Linked DNA regions of Rattus norvegicus: region 1 is linked to region 2. Evidence: chromatin contacts called from public Hi-C data. All regions are on one chromosome and are shown on one strand. The core of a region is the stretch at or near the end of the contact, and the rest is flanking DNA. Distances in the headings are between cores, read along the strand shown. Region 1 overlaps Ift122 (intraflagellar transport 122). Region 2 holds the start of Mbd4 (methyl-CpG binding domain 4 DNA glycosylase).

Region 1 (2,700 bases), core at 178-2,677, 42 kb before region 2:
TTTGAGGCTATAAAGACTGTTGCAATTGTCCAAACAGTCCTGTGTAAGGAGGTGTTATGACCTTTGATAATACCTCAGGAGACTCCTGGAGGAGACCTGACTTGCCTGAGGACACAGACCTAACAAATTAAAAACCTGAGGCTAGCACGAGAGGTGACCTGATATTCTTGGTCTTGTGCTCTTTCTTTCTGTGTTCGTTCTCTCTCTCTCTCTCTCTCTCTCTCTCTCTCTGTGTGTGTGTGTGTGTGTGTGTGTATGTGTGTCCATCTGTCTGTCTGTCTGCAAATTGCGAATGCATGCATACACATCAGGCTTAAAGCTGAGCTGGGCCTGTCATCCTTAGCAATAAGGAATTTGGCTTGACTTGAGGCCAGTCAATATGCTTCAGGGACCCTTGTCTCCCTTGTGGATTCCTGGGCAGTAAAGATCAATCAGCCAGTACCTCTGTACTAATGGTTCCCAAATGTCAAACTGGAAGTGCTGTTTTCTCCTTTTGGGGCCTTTATCTTTGAAATTTCCGGTCCTTCCCCCCCCCCCTTCAGAATTAAAAGAAATCTTTTTCCTTTCAAAGCTGATGTGCCCTCTGACAGCACGACAGCTGTACCCAGGGGCTTGTTTTCCTGTGGTAATACACCATCCATTTCCCTCCTGCTGTAGGGAGCAGCTGGCCACAGACTGGGAGCAGCTGAGCTAGCACCCAGGCCTGGCTCAGCCATATCCTATCCAGGGGATCTGTTCAGAGACTCTGCCGAGCTCAGGCTTCTGCAGGCCAAAGCAGCCATCTTCCTGGCCACAAGTCTCATTATCTTCTGAGCTCTCCCAAACCCCACCCACTCTGCCCTCACAAAGAGCTCTCTTCTCTGGACTCCTCTGCTCCACTTGAGTTCATTTTGTGGCTTTTGGTATTTCATGACTGTCTATAATAAGGAGGAATAATAACAGGAATCAGGACAGGCAAACCTGGAAATGGGTGTAATTAACCCCGTTTCACAGTGGCAAAGCCTGGAGTTTCGGCTGCTCTGGGGAGGATCCCTTTAGCCCTGGAGTTCAAGACTAGAGTGGGCAACATGGCAAGTGCCTGTCCCAAACAAAACAAAACAAAACAAAACAAAACAAAACCAAAACCCAATGATCCTCTTACGCAGAAAAGAACCGAGGCCTCAAAGAGGGAGATACGTTTTTCAGGATGGAGTTGGATCCAGTTATAGAAACAGAATCCAAAACTAGGGCTCCTTTTCCCAAGCTGCACAACTTCCTGTGACAACTGACACACACAACCCCCCCCACACACACACACAAGATCCACACAAGATGAGCTGATGTACAGCAGAGAGGTACAACCTGAATGAGGATCTGAAAACCGTACTAAAGAACCAGTCCCCTGTGAGCAACGCCTTATCTGGCTGCTGCATTCCAAGCATGACATCATGGAGCACAAGTCAGGTTTACTGCCCTACTTGGCAGCTCGGACACACCAGTTCTTGCACAAGATGATACAAATTTCGAAAGGAAACCAAAAATCCCAAGAGCAAAAATGGGGCTTTTGCCTGGTCTGGAGGCCCAAACCACAAGAAGACTGGAGGCGAGGCGGCAGATAAACAGCCTCTGTCTCCAGATCGCCTTTCCCAGTGCTTGGCAGCTCTGGCCTGCTGCATCAGCAGGAAGACTGGCTACAACCAACAGAGACCTTGGCTACTGACTCTTGAGGCTCTGGCAGGAGGAGCCCCGGCAGCCCCTCCGGCTCCTCTTGGCTGGCCAGAATCAGGAGCAGCAACTGCATTTATTTTTGAGGTTAGGATGGCAGTCTGGGGAGAAAACCTTTTAATAAGCGAAGCCTGTTTGGCATGGATAAGGAAGAGTGGGCTCCTAGCAAACGTGGTGCTTGGGTTTAGGGTACTGCTGTACTGCTGGGGAGCAGATAAGGACAGCAAAGAGTCAAGCAGGCAGGGCTGTCCTCAGCTGCCACCACACACCACCCTGTCCCCATCTCTCTGCTCTGTCTTCTCCACTGTTCATTCACATCAGAATGCACTGCCATTGCTTGAACACTCAGAATGGATCAGGAGCTGGTGTGGACAGTGCTGCAGTAAACCCCTGCAGCAACAAGTAGCAAGGGCTTCCATGGCTCCAGGGAGGAAGGACTCTGTAGGCCAGGTGTATGTAGGCAGGCAGACTAACAGCGTTCTAGAGGAAAGGCAATCTAGAATTATGAACATCTTTCAATGTACAAGGCCTCTGGCCCAGCAATTTCAGTTCTTGGAATTTATACTAAGTCAGGACATACGCAAGGAAGACACCCACTATTTACAAGAGCAAAAAGCAATGGGCAGCCAGGGTAGTGACTCACGCCTTTAATCCCAGCACTCTGAGGCAAAGACAGGAAGATCACTGTGGATTTGAGACCAGCCTGATCCACACAGAGAATTCCAGGGTTGCCTGGACCAATCATAAGAAGGAAATAAAAGGTTGTGGGTAATATAAACGTAGGTGCCAGGGAGTAAGCTATGGACGATCCAAGTGCTAGATAGAAGAGCTGTGTTCATTCCAAACACAGCTGGGTACACAGCAGGGAGGGCATGGGAGCTAGAGGCAGGACAGTACTCCACCCTCCACGGTGGAGCAAAGGAACAACTGCATTACAATCTTGTACAGTACTACCTAAGGGGAACTGAGCAACATACACAAGGAATCACTTGTCAT
Region 2 (2,700 bases), core at 157-2,656:
TGCGTGAATATATGTGTATGTGTGTCAGTATAAAATGTGCATGAATATACATGTGTGTGTACATATGTTCTGCAGAGGTCAGAGGGCATCAGGTGTCTACCTCTCCTCTCTGACTTGTTCCTCTGAGGCAGGGTCCTCCTCCTTACCTTGGACCCCCTCTTTCTGGCTAAGTTGGTGGCTAACAAACCCTATCAGTCATCCTGTCTGAACTCCCCTCTGTACCACTGTTACAGGTTTATGTAGGACCACACCTGGCTTTTATGTAGGTACTGGAATCAGAACTCTAGTCCTTATGCTTGCTTGAAGGGCTCACTCTTAATACTCAGTATTTTAATTAAGTATTAAATTAAGCTCACTCTTAAGTACTAATTATGAAAATATTCTTCAAACTTTCCGATCAGGAGAATGTCTTGATTTGATGTGCGTCTTACATGTTTCTCTGACCTTACATGGAAATGTCCGGCTTCAGACACAGTAGATCTCAGCTCAGGTGGAAACGCTCTCTTTTAACAGCACCTATATGCAAGTTACTCGCACTGTTTGTTCCTGCTTGAAAGTTTTTAACCCCAGCACTGGGGAGGCATAAGTAGATGTACCTCTGTAAATTCAATGCCAGCTTGGTCAAGATAGTGAATTCCAGACCAGCCAGAGCTTTAAGTGAGACTCTATCTCAAAATAAAAAAATAAATAATAAATAAATAATAAATAATAAATAAATAAACAAAAACAGAAGAAACTTAAAAATATCAGATAAACAAAAATATGGGCACTTTGACGATGTAGCAAAGGTCAGGAAGCTGAGAAAACACTGAGGTGGGTGAGAGAAGTCCAAGAGGGATTTTGAGAAGAGAGAAGTAAGACTGGATGATGATGACGTATAAACTGCTTCAGCGGACCGCCACCCTCAGGTGATCTCTAACCCCCTCGGGAATCTCGGTTTCTCTTTCCTTTGGGGAGTTGAAGGCACCGAATCAGAGTCTTTGGCCCAGGCCGCAGGCCCGTTGCCATGGCAACGCGCCGGTTCCCGCCGCCTCCCCAACCATCCCCGAGCTTCCCGCTCCTCACCACTGCTCCGCTTTGTCTCTCCACGTCAACACGGCCCTCATCGCCGTTTCCCACACGCCTCGGGCCCCTCCTCCCAGCCTCGGCAGCAACAGGCTTCTCTCCACAAACCACTTCGGCTACCTTTGCTACCCTTAGCAACGCACATGCGCAATGGGTCGCGCGTGAGCTCGCAAGCTCCAAGTGCGCATGTCCAAAAGGGAGCCTAGCTCCTCCTCTGAAGCGCCGAGCGCGCAGGGACGCAGGAGGCGGAAGCGTAAGTATGACAGGAGAGATTGGTCAGGCAAGATGGGTGGGGCAGGGAGCTTTGACGACGGAGGATTTGATTGGCGGGACCCTGGCTGTGGCGTCTGTAACTGAAGCGGTGGCGGGAAGGTTGCTGTGTGGATTGGCTGATTTTCACGTCAGTGTTTGGATTCGGCCCAGTGTTTTGAGTTGTGTTTTACTCCACCTCCCGGCCTGGAGCTGCAGCTGCGCCCCCGCGGACCAAAGCAGCCGGGATGGAGAGCCCAAGCCTTGGGGACAACAATGTCCCCTCCGTCACTGCTGGAAAGAGCCTAGTTTCAGACCCTCCCTGGGACCGCTGGCAAGTTTTTAAACCTCTCTCGGGCCTTAGAGGAGTCTCTCTTGTGTGGGTCTTCCTAACCTTCAACACAAGGTGACGGACACCTAGAGCTGTCGCCCTGTGGGAACAAACTAGGATATACCCGATTCCTTGTCCTGACTGACTGGAGAAGACAAGGGAGGTTTTGTGATGCAAGCAAGTTAGCCTGGGCCGGAAGGGCCCCTCAGAAATAGCCCTATGAAAAGTCACATAGGAAGTTACTGTTGTGTCCGGGCTAAAATGATGCACTTATTTGCATGTCCCAAAACTTGGCCGCTCAAACGATTTTAAGATCTGGGCATTTAATTAAGTTGGTAATGTTTACACAGTAAACACAAAGCGGTGGGTTTGAGCGTCAGCACCGAATACCCGGGCTTGGGATCGTATATCTGTGGAGGGAGGAGGATCAGAAGTTGAAGATGAGCCTCTGGGCTCAAAGCTAACCTGGGGTGCATAATATCCTGTCTCAAAAGCAAACAAAACTTTTTTTAAAATGTTACTTCCTCTTTAAGGGTGGAGAAAAGAGATTTTGCGGCCAAAGTGACTTTCTCTTTGGAAGCTCAGCTAATTATAAATAGAGCTGGGATTTTGACCCATTTTGTAAACCTAACATTTGTTGTGATTCCCTCAGGTTTCAGTTACTTGGTCTCCTTATAAGATTCTTCTAGCTGATATTTAATTCCAAATTCCATCAGAAGAACGCCATGGTTCTAATTGTGGTTAGTCTCTAGGCCTTGCTTAGTTTCCCTATTTCCCTATTTGTAGAAAGTAGATTGGGTTAGAAGGTCTCTCTAGAGACTCACTTTTATTTATGTATGTGTTTGTGTATGAACATGGGTGTTGGTGGAGACCAGAGGAGGTGTCAGATTCACTGGAGCTGGAGTTGCAGGCTGTTATAAGCTGCCCTGATGTGGGTGCTGGGGTCCTCTGGAATAAGTGCTCTTAACCACTGAACTATCTCTCCCACCCTTCACTCACCTTTTAAAATGTATAGTTTAGTGATTAAAATACACTGTACTCAAAGCTGGAGAGGT

Evidence for each region. A called contact is a pair of places that touch in the nucleus more often than the background predicts.
Region 1: a contact with region 2 is called in a Hi-C map of Schwann cells, with 1.8 times the contacts expected there. The contact joins the enhancer-like site here to the promoter of Mbd4 in region 2. A contact is called at or near these places in 3 of 12 Hi-C or Micro-C datasets (Schwann cells, kidney and psoas muscle).

The regions. Positions count from the first base shown.
Region 1 is chr4:150,618,343-150,621,042 of GRCr8, reverse strand. All of the region lies in intron 14 of Ift122 (intraflagellar transport 122), which reads right to left. Among named protein-coding and RNA genes, the nearest start is that of Rho, 34 kb to the left of the region's middle. Within about 2 kb of position 1,427, at least 37 of the 93 cell types and tissues checked have an H3K27ac peak or open chromatin away from gene starts, as enhancers often do. A contact at or near this core is called in Schwann cells, where this site is marked.
Region 2 is chr4:150,576,132-150,578,831 of GRCr8, reverse strand. Mbd4 (methyl-CpG binding domain 4 DNA glycosylase) reads left to right here and starts at 1,406. Exons shown (of 8, transcript NM_001427248.1): 1 at 1,406-1,648. The coding sequence starts at 1,563. Ift122 (intraflagellar transport 122) reads right to left here and starts at 1,190. Exons shown (of 29, transcript NM_001309521.1): 1 at 1,066-1,190. The coding sequence starts at 1,106.